3 separate regions of the Mus musculus genome follow, and all the other regions are linked to region 2. Evidence: chromatin contacts called from public promoter capture Hi-C data. All regions are on one chromosome and are shown on one strand. Each heading gives the region's core, a stretch centred on a gene start, on an enhancer-like site or on the middle of the called end of the contact. The rest is flanking DNA. Distances are from core to core; before and after follow the strand shown.

Region 1 (3,524 bases), core at 192-2,691, 530 kb after region 2:
AGAGAGGTTCAGTAAACCTGGCTTCTCGGTAATGGAGATGGGATCTGTCCTAGTTAGCTTTAACTGTCCATCAAGTTGACACAGACTGAGATAACTGATCTGAGAAGGAGCCTCAGTTGAAGAATTTTCTAGATCAAATTGGCCTGTGGCCATACCTGTGGAGGATTGTCTTAATCTTTGATGCAGGAGAGCCCAGCTCACTGTGGGCAGCACCACCCTTAGGCAGGAGGGCCTGGGTTGTATAAGAAAGTTAGTTAGACCCTCAGGGTGAAGCATCAAGCAGCCTTCCTCCTTGATTTCTGCTTCAAGTTCCTGCTTGAGTTCTTACCCTGACATCACTCATTGTTGGATCATCAACTGAAGTATCAGACAAACAAACCATTTCTTTCTTTAATTTGCTTTTGGTTAGAGTGCTTCTTCATTGTTGCAGACTTTGAGACCACCGGGAGAGACCACCTGAACTCTTATCAAGTTTTAATTAGCCAAATTTTATTAAAGCTGCAACTAACCACAATCTCCTTGGATGGATTTAAGACTGCAACTTTTTAAAGGCTACATCTGCTCCTGGGGACCTTCAGTTCTGCTGGCATGGGACAACATCCTAGGCCGGTGTTTTGTATTGTCTTATCAGCCTCAGGTTGCTCACAGGGCTGGCCTCAGCCCTCTAAGATGGAGTCCTCAGCTACTATATCATAACAGAAGAAGAACAGGCTTCCATCTTGGAGAGCTCACTTTGTGCCCTGCATTTGTAGTCCAGACAACGGAGGGGACTTGCCTGCCATTCACATGGTAGTTTCTTACCGTTAAGGCAATGGAAGAGCCAGACAGAAGTCCAGAAGAAGCCAACAAGCAAAGTATCTATGCCCTCCTGTTCTACACTGTTCCTCCACCCCAACCTACCCTCCAGATGATAGGATCAGTTTATTAAAAAGCAGAGAGCCCTAGGGCATGGCCTTGTGGGAACGTGCCAAGGCCAGCCTGACCCCATCAGAATCAGTTGTCTTGAGCTTGAAGCCTGGCTTTTTGGTCCATCCCCCAAGGCAGTAAAAGGGCAATCAGCTTAACATGGCCAGCAGTGGCAATGGGGACAAGTTTGGAGAAGACAGGCAGGGAAGGGAAAGGATTTCTCCTTAGAGGGAAGGTTAGGGTGAAGGATAATAGGAGAACCAAGAAAACTGAAGCTCAGAAAGATCAATTGCCCACTCAGAGGTACCAGGTGCAGGTCCTCTGGAAAGGCATCCTTGTCCACTAGAGAAGATAGGGGGTGCAGGGAGGGGGATGGGCAGGAGAGTGGAGAGGGAGAGAGGCAGACATTGTAAAAAGAAGGAAAACGTGTGGTTCTTGGTGCTCTGCCCAGCAAGGGCCGTGTGTTCAGAGCTGTCCCCTCCCAGGAGGCTCACTGGAGAAGGGGCGGGTGTTTATGAAGAGCCTGACTCCAGGAGCAGCATGACCTCCTGGCCTGTCCCTGCTGGTTGCTGCCCCGTGACTGCTCCTGGCTATAAACAGCCTGTTTATTAAACCGCAGGAAATTGGCCCCTCCACCACTTGAGCAATTTGAGAGAACAGGAGGTTCCTGGTCAAGAATTTACAAACTGGGAGGGCTGGCTGCTGGGAGCCTATGGTGCTCAAAGACCTGGCTTGAAAGGGCTTTGGGGAGAGTGCCCTCCGTCCGCTCCTCTTGCAGCCTTGCTTAGGGCTTCCCAAACCCTGGAGGCCCTCAAGAGTCAGAGGTGGCCCCTTGAAGGCTATTACGTTGACTTACCTCTTTATTTGGTCAAATAGCCCCATGATTAGAGCACTATAGTGACATCAAATGAGAAGAGAGATTTCAAAAGCACTTGGAGGGAGGCAGGAAGAGCTAGCGCCTGAAAAGTGCTTGTCTTGCAAGCTTGAAGACCAGAGTTCAATCCCTAGAGTGCTCTCGTTCTCTCTCTCTCACTCTCTCTCTCTCTCTAAAAGCTGGGGGTGGGGGTTGTAGAGATGTCTCAGCAGTTAAGAACACTTCCTGTTCCTGTTTTTGCAGAGAATCTAGGTTCAGTTCCCAGTACACACAGGGCAACTCAAACTGTCTCTAACTCCAGCTCCAGGGGATCCTCAATGCCCTCTTCTGTGTTTGGTAGGCACCAGGCACTTGCATGCACACAAAATGAAAAAAAAAAAAAAAAAAAAAGACGGGTGTGTGGCCCACATCTGCAGTCCCAACACTGAAGAGGCAGAGACAGGCAGATCCCTGGGGCTCACTGACCATCAGCCCAGCCATCTTGAAGAGTTCATCTAGGCCTTGCTTCAAAACAAGGGAGGGCTGGCAAGACAGCTCAGTGGGTAAAGGCACTCGTTGCCACAGATCTGAGGAGAGCTTGATTCCCAACCTGTATGTCGAAAGGAGAGAACTGACTTGTGGACATAGTCTTCTGACCTGCATTATGGTCTCGTGTACATGGATCAGGGCACTCCCCTCCAAAAAAAAAAAATACATATATATAAAATTGTTTAAAAGAAAAAGAAGGTGAACTACACTTGGAAAGTAGCACTTGAGGTTGTCTTCTGACTTTCACACAGCTCGGCGCAAATGTATAACACCACACACACACACACACACACACAGAGCACAGGACCTGAGTCCTGTCTGGTTCAGCCGATCACTTACTTCTCCCCATAGCCAATCACTCAGGACAGAATCACTTAGGAGATGAGTGCGTTGCCACGTAGTGTGTCCTTTTTGTCCTTACCTTATGGCTTTGTGTGACCTCAAGGCCACCACACCAAGCTTCTCCGTTACACGCTTGTGCTCCTGTGCCTGGAGGATTCCCTGAGATGCCGGGATTGACATGAAACCCGGTACCTCTGCTGAACAGTTGAGATTTGGCAGATCCATGCTGGATATCCTTTGAGAAACCGCGTAAAAGTGCTCCCAAGGAACCTACCAACTTTAAAGGCACATGGTTGACACTGCTATAGAGAAAGGCAGGCTGACAAAACAAAACCAAAAAAGCATGAAGTGGATTTGTTTGATCAAAGTTTCACCTGACACATGGTCTTTAATATCAAAGACCAGAGACTCCAGGATAGCTGTCTGTGTTTGTACTGGGATTGCCACTGGGGATGTGACTCGGTTGGTACAGTGCATGCATAAGACCCTGGGTTTGATCCTCAGAACCTGATAAAAATGGATAGTGGTACTCACCTGCTCTAGGGAGACAGAGGCAGGAGGATCTCTGAGTTCAAGGCCAGCCTGGTTCTAAATATCCAGTTCCAGGACAGCCAGGGCTACACAGAGAAACCCTGTCTCGAAAAATCAAACACAAAACCAAACAATAACGACAAAAATGATTTATTGGTTTTTAAACAGTGATTGGAAGGCAGACTTGGTGGCTCAGGCCTGTAACCTGAGGCTCAGGAGGCAGAGGCATTGTAATAGTAAATTCAAGCACAGCCTGGGCTGCATAGTAAGAAGAAAAAGAGGGGAGCTGGGCTAAGAATTGTTTTGAACAGGGATGGCAGATTGCTGGAACTGGAAGGGTGAA
Region 2 (3,452 bases), core at 143-2,642:
TTTGGCTGGAGAGCAGGAGGAGTGTGGTAGATGAGGGCGTGGCAGGGAAGGCAGGGATCCTGGTGTGTATAAGCTTATCTCTAGACTGTTCTTTTACCTTCTCCAGTCCCCTGTTATCCAAACTCAATGGCTGCTTCGATATCTACGCTTTCAGGAAGTTTCTGCTGATCTGACCCCCTGGGAGAAGCCTTGGGGTCTGCATCACTGAGGAAGTGGTTCTGCACATGAGGTGCATCCCTTTAGCCACACCCCAAACTCCTGCCACCACGTCTATTCTGGTACCTCCCCAGGTAGGCAGGCCCAAAATGTTCAGTCAAGAGCTGCTGCATAGATGAGGAGTGTCCATGTTCCCCAAAGAAGAGTGGGGCTGAAATGTAGACTCAGCGTTCTCAGACCACTTTTGGTCAGGTGTTACTGGGTAAGCTGTTTGCCCTGCGTGAGCCTGTGCCCCTGTTATTAAAATGGCCTCTTGGGACCGGAGAGATGGCTCAGCGGGTAAGAGCACTGACTGCTCTTCCAGAGGTCCTGAGTTCAATTCCCAGCGACCACATGGTGGCACACAACCATCTGTAATGGGGTCCGATGTCCTCTTCTGGTGTGTCTGTCTGGGCTGCAAATGCAGCTTCATTGGTAGCATGCTTGCTTAACAATCATTAACACCCCCCCCTGCCCCCCCCCCGGCCCCGAGGTCAATCCTCAGCACTAAATAAAATAGTCATGGTAGGTAGCACACACATGTAATCCTAGCACCCTGGAAGTAGATAGAAGTAGGAAGATCAATAGTTCAAGGTCATCCTCAGCTACATAGTGAGTGGTCAGCCCAGGCTACGTGCGACCTCTTCCAAAACCAAACAACACCTAAATGAAAGGCCTGTGGCTTCCCCACCAACCCTGCTATTGCTTCTGATCTGACTATCAGTATTATTGCTCTGAGTTTGTCAGGTACTGACAGCGCAAGTCTTCCAGCTTAGTTCTAATCCTTCACGTACCCGTGGTTGGTGCCACTAGACCTAGAGGGGACTTCGCCTCGTTATCAAGGATGATGCCACCAGTATCACCAGTGGCAGCTTGTTTTGTTGGCACTGAGAAAACTGGGTACTTTTGCTCCCCCACTGCCATGCCAGCGTGCACTCTCTGCCTTGCTGTACATTGCTAAGCCCAAGAGAGTGCTCAGGCAAGTTCACTCGCTGGCTGTGTGTAAAGTAGGACAAGGGGCTTAGCCGTGCCTCTGTGACTCTCTCTCTCTCTCTCTTCTCTCGGTTAATGTCTAGGACTCTTCAGTCAGCAGCCTCGGCTCTGAACAAGGCCTGGCCTGTTCTAGGTGATTCCAGCAGCTGTTCCAGCCCTGACCCTCATGTCTGTTTAGGCAGGAGCCCCAGAACAGATGAGACAGGTGGGGCCAGGGTGTCTGGGTAGCACACAGCCTACCACAAGGCAAGGAAGGGAGAAAGAAAAGACAGCTTTGGTTCTGGGGAGAAGGGGGAGGCAGGCCAGGGGAAGGAGGAGACAGAGGAGGAGGAGGGCCTTTGAGTGGAGGCGGAGGGTGAGACAGACCCTGCCCAGAGCTCCAAGAGGCTTCCTGCTGCTCGCCTCTAAACCCCTCCACATTCCTGCAGCCCTTCAGACCGCCAGAACTCTTCTGCCGCCTGCCTGCCTGCCTGCCTGCCTGCCTGCCTGTGCCGAGGTATGCACCTCCCTGTCAGCCCCTGCCCTTCTGTAAGCTTCATCATCTCCTCTCTGCCCCATCCCCATGACCAGTCTCAGGGGGAGGTGAGCTGGAAACCTGTTGCTCACTCACAGGGGAACTTGTTGTCTCTGTAGCACTGCAGAAAATAGCCATGGTTTGCGGGGACCGCTTTCTCTGTGTTCTCTGGTGGCAGAGGCTACTGGTCTGTCCTCTGTCACCCTCGGAGGCAGCTGCCTCCTTTTCTGAGAATCCGATCCTCATTTGCCCATCATGACTGCCAACCCAGAGAAAATCTGGCTGGCAGCCTGTTGGGTCTGGCTTCCTATTCTGGGAGAACAGACATCCAGTTCTGGGTCAGAGCACTGTTGTCCAAATGGGACTTTGCAAGAAGGATAAACAGATCTGTAAACAGCCAAGGCAAGACATTCCCTTTAGTCAGTTCCTCTGGGAAGGCTCTGGTCCCTTCAATCTCTGTCCACCCCCACCCCATCACCCCGTGGCATTTCAGTCAGTCTGAAATGCCATTGTCTCTCCCAGCCTGGGGTTGCCATTGTTCCCAGCCTAATTCTGAGAGGTGGTCATCACTGGCATTAACATTGCTTCTACCGTATCTAGACATCTGAGAAAGCCAACAATTTGATACAATCCAGAGACGACAGGGAGGAGGGTGTGATGGGGAGGAGGGAGACAGAGAGATATAGCTCCAGGACACTTTTCTTGCTACTACTGAATCTATCCAAGACTCAGCCTGTTGAAAGCTTGTCTGCTCCAAGCTGTTCTGTAAACTTCCTGTGACTCCTAGAATGGCTGGAAATAAGCCTCACCTAAGGGGGACAAACAGGTATCAGGCATCTGCCTCAGGGACAGACAGCACACCTGCAGGGAGGGAGTGTCTCCACTGACAACTCTTTTAAGTTTCTAGAACCTTCCTAGTGTAGGGAGTGGAGTGAGATGCGGACCCTACATGAGGTAACAAGCTTTAGGCAATTTGTGGGCGATCTCACATAGCCATCTCCCCTGAGTGTAGCCTTCCTGTCCTAAGGAAGAGGGATAGCTTTTGGGGTACCCGAATTCCCCTAAGACTTCCCAAGCAGGGTCACTTAATTGAGCCTATAAAGTGGTCTACGAATAAGCAACTTCAAAGAGTCTCTGGAATTAGTGTGTGTATGTGAGTGCGCGTGCATGAGTGTTTCTGTTTGTGTTTAAGAGATGATGGGTGTCCACAGCTTTTAGGTTTAAGATATTCCCAAACAGATGCAGACCCCCAGAATGGTGTGACGGTGTAAGGTGTAATTCGGAAATAGAAACAAATTTGTATTTGCCAAGGATTAAACCTGAAAGAAGTGGTTGAGGGAAGAGTTAACTCTGGTTAACTTAGCCATCGGCTGCCACATCGACAGAGCGGCACTGAGGGAGGGGGAGGGGGTGGGGTGGCTCTGGGAGAAGGAGTCAGCTTTTGAAACTTTCTCCAAGCCCCACCCACCAAGAGGCTCTTCTCTCCCGTGACTCACTCCGAGAGGAATGCGAGTTGCCACGGCAACCTCCCCCACCCCCCCACCCTAGGGTCTCTGCGTACTGGCTGGGAGGGGACTCTGGGAACGCTCAGGGACCTTTAGGTTCCAGTCCCCCCAAACCGCTGCCACGGCTGCCGCCACCGCACCTCACCCCTGCCCCAGATACAAGGACCACAGCAAACTCTTGCCCTGTCCCCATTTCCCACGTCCCAGGGCCCCCAGGACTGTGATAAGCCTCGCTAGATCTGCCC
Region 3 (3,541 bases), core at 412-2,911, 520 kb after region 2:
CAGCCTTGACGTCAGCCTGTGCTCCCATGATGCTCTCTGCCTTGTGCAGTCAGTCACCTAGAAACCAGTGGTTACTAGGATGCCACGTCAGCAGCTGGTAGTCCACAGCTATGCAAAGCCTTCTGCAGCTGTAACCTGGACCAGACAGAGGCTTTCCCTGTCCTTGCCCCTCCCTTTGAGTGTAGAGGACATCTTTCAGTGGCTTTATCACACTGGGTCTGCACACGTCCCCTCCCTGTTCCCTTGTTCTGAAGTTGGATCCAGGCAAGCAGTTGAATCCCAGAAGCCAGAGCTGTAATGTGTTAACTCCAAGGACCTGGGAGCTCAGATGGGCATGCCTGGGCTGTGAGGAGCCAGAAGCTTCAGCTAGTTATGAGATAAGATAACACCACACCCTAAGACTTTTCTAGACTGCTCTCTCTCTTCCCTCTGAACTCACCCATCTCTCCTTCATTCTATGGACAGCACAAGGCCAGTGTGCTTTCCTGCAGCCTCCTCAGGACAGGATTCAACCCCCAACCCAAGCAGTTCCCACACTAAAGGCACAGGGCTAGTGCCCCCGTCCACCCCCACCCCATCTCCACACCACACCCCCTAATCAATCTCTCTCTCTCTCTCTCTCTCTCTCTCTCTCTCTCGGACATACAAGATCTTAGAAGGAAGACCCTGAGGATTTTAGAAACTCAAAGCTAGAGCCTACCCAGTTTTGTGCCCACGCATGCAAGTGTGCAGGGGTGCATGGTGTGCATGGTGTGTGTGAAGTTGGGGACCACAGTCTCTTTCTTTGGGTTCATGCTTTCTGCATTCTCACCCTAGGGAAGAGGAGAGGCCTACAGAGCCCACCCAGCACAGGCCTGACCAAGAAGATAAGCATGCCGGGGCATCTGCCCTCAGGCTCGCCATTTCTATTCCAGTTCAGGGTACCACAGCTAGACTAGGAGAGATGAAGCTCCAGAAGACTTCCTGGCCTGGGTTGGCTTCTCTAGCTACAGTGTCTGCTCCATGCATGGCAGGCCAGTGAACTGTGAATAGGGAAAGCAACTGCAGGGTTCCATAGCCTTCCAGCCATCCTCTCCAGCTACGCCCTGCTGATGGAGAAACTGAGGCCCAGAAAGGGATGCGCCCCCAAATAAAAATTCTTCCTGTCACAGATCTCTGCCTCCAGCGCCCTGGGATGAGTGAAGAAACCATCGGCCCACCCTCTTCCCCGGCAATTTTTTTTCAGGATTGTGGCCACCAGCGACCCCAAGATGACAGTGGAAGAAAATGTATAAACTCGGGAAAGACTGCCCTCCTGGGTTAGTACTGCCCTCTGAAGCACGCGGGTCTGTGTTGGAAGAGCGCAGAGACCGAGGGTTACAAGTGAGGCTCTCGGTGCCTCTGGGGAAGCAGTGGCTCTCCCAGTCGCGCAGTGGACACCTGGGTGCCATGGACTCTTCTTGAGCTCCGGAGGTTCACTCACCTTAGACTTCTCTTGTCCCCGGCCCGGCGGAACAAACCCGGCCAGGAGCAGGGACAGAAGGCAGGATGCCCGGAGGATCCGGGCCATGGCGGGCTGGGGCGCGTCTTGGGGTGGCCACCGTCCGTCTGAGGTGTCCGAAGCGCTCAGCCACATTTCAAGCCATCCACTGTGGCCAATCCGCAGCCAGGCGGGGGCTTCCTAGCCAATGGCAACGCGGTTAAGATTTAAAGGGCAAGACATACCCGCCCCTTTTTCCTCCTCTCCCCAGACCGGGGCGACGGTGACACAAGCCTAGGAGGAAGAGAAGGGGGCCCGGCTGCCTGGGAAGAACAGGAGATGGGCGCGGCCAAGGTTCTAGACAACACCCAGGACACAGCTTTTTTCCCCAAGCTCTGAAAACCTAGGGCCCCGAGGACTTAACATAGAACCCGTTAGTGCAAATAATAAGCACTGTGTGAGCCAGGTGTAGAGACTCACGCCTGTAATCGCAGAATCCAAAAAGCTGAAACAGGAGGATTGCGTAGGTTCAGTGCAATCTGCAGCCTTAGCTACAGACTGAGACCCTGCGCCAACTGGGAATGTAGCTTAGTGGTACAGCACTTGACCAGCTCGCATGAGGCCATAGGTTTATTCAATCCCCAGCATCAGCAAGCTAGAGGGATCTGTGAACGTGATTTTAAATTCAGCCTTCTCGGTTAGGTTGTGGGTGACAGCTCAGGAGAGTAGGAACCAGAAAATACACCACCACCACCTTTTTTTTAAATTAGCACATAAAAATTATGTGTCTATCTCTGTGGTCTTAAACTCATTATTTCCCTTCTCTGAGCCTCAGTTTCCTCTACTATAATGATGGGATTGGTTAATGAGCTCTAAGGTCTCCCAGGCTCTGACTATGTGATTTGCTTCTAAGCAGTAGGCCTAGTCCAGGAGTCTCTTGAGTGTACACAACAGGTGTTTAAATATTTGTTGAATCAATCATTAAATCATCAGATTTGTTTGTGCTTTCATATAAGGTCAGGCCAGGCATCTCTAGATTGAGAGCTTCCAGGCTTAATCCGGTCTGCAATAGAGGTTTGGTGCATCCTGCCTTGCTACCACAGTGGGCTGGAGAGCTGTTAGGACAGTCTTGGGCTGCACATCAGAACCACTGTGTTGAGCCTCTGCCTTCAGACTCATTGCAGAAGGGATTCGAAGGCCCCTGACCCCAGTCTTGGTTGTGTGAGTCCTAGATTAGGTGGCCTTCTGAAAAGTTCCTGACTCAGAGATGCCTCGAAGTACCATGCTTTTACTATGATTCAGGGAGTTAATGTGACCCGTGGAATTTGAAATTTTCTGCACTCATAAGGCCTGGCTCTATGGTGGGGCTGGTGAGATGGCTCAGCAGGTAAAAGCCCTCACAAGGCTGTGTAATAAAAGGGCTTGCAACTGATGACTTGAGTTTAATCTCCAGAACCAAGGGTGCAAGGAAGGAACGAACTGGTTTCTGAGAGTTGACTTCTAACCTCCAGCACAACAATAATAAATAAATGGATAAACTCATTGTGTTGAAGTAGAAAGAACCTGGAGACCAGGAAGCCCTTATACCATGGAGGCATGTGACTAGCTGACACAGTAGGTTTTTAATTGATATCACTATTCTAAAACCTTAAGTTCCTGAGGCCTAGCAACCTTGCAGTCCTTTATGAAAATTCCTGCAGTAAATTTGTGGCAGATAACCTACCAGAAGACAGTCTCTGGTCCATGTTGTTCTGTTGCCCTTTTTTTCTGTATCCTCTGGGAGTGACCCACTCACAATACTCAGGCTTTGGGTTTTGAATGACTGTGTCCATGAGCAGTGCTTGGTTGCATTGGTTTTGGTTTGGTTTGGTTTGGTTTTGTCAATTTGACACAAACTGGAGTCATCTGGGAAGAAGGAGCCACAGTTGAGGATTGCCTCTATCAGACTGGCCTGTGGGAGCATTTTCTTGATTGATAATTGATGTGGAAGAATCCAGGCCACTATGGGTGGTCTTCATGTGTATAAGAAAGCAAACTGCTGCTTGGATGTAGTGGCACAGCCTTTAATCCCAGCGCTTGGGA

The links. Promoter capture Hi-C pulls out the DNA fragments that hold promoters and counts their contacts.
Region 1: a contact with region 2 is called in a promoter capture Hi-C map of the 3T3-L1 cell line, with 2.9 times the contacts expected there. The contact joins the enhancer-like site here to the promoter of Sparc in region 2. A contact is called at or near these places in 3 of 39 promoter capture datasets (the 3T3-L1 cell line, 3T3-L1-derived adipocytes and embryonic stem cells), 1 of 484 Hi-C or Micro-C datasets (uterus) and 2 of 115 datasets of contacts at active chromatin or transcription factors (embryonic stem cells and extraembryonic endoderm stem cells).
Region 3: a contact with region 2 is called in a promoter capture Hi-C map of hippocampal neurons, with 3 times the contacts expected there. The contact joins the promoter of Gpx3 here to the promoter of Sparc in region 2. A contact is called at or near these places in 3 of 39 promoter capture datasets (embryonic stem cells, hippocampal neurons and stem cell-derived epiblast-like cells) and 1 of 115 datasets of contacts at active chromatin or transcription factors (extraembryonic endoderm stem cells).

The regions. Positions count from the first base shown.
Region 1 is chr11:54,883,063-54,886,586 of GRCm38.p6, reverse strand. No RefSeq gene overlaps it. Among named protein-coding and RNA genes, the nearest start is that of Gpx3, 18 kb to the left of the region's middle. RefSeq lists an enhancer at 2,430-3,524. Within about 2 kb of position 1,441, at least 114 of the 459 cell types and tissues checked have an H3K27ac peak or open chromatin away from gene starts, as enhancers often do.
Region 2 is chr11:55,418,020-55,421,471 of GRCm38.p6, reverse strand. Sparc (secreted acidic cysteine rich glycoprotein) reads left to right here and starts at 1,392. Exons shown (of 10, transcript NM_009242.5): 1 at 1,392-1,684.
Region 3 is chr11:54,900,974-54,904,514 of GRCm38.p6, reverse strand. It overlaps Gpx3 (glutathione peroxidase 3), which reads right to left and starts at 1,661. Exons shown (of 5, transcript NM_008161.4): 1 at 1,463-1,661. The coding sequence starts at 1,549.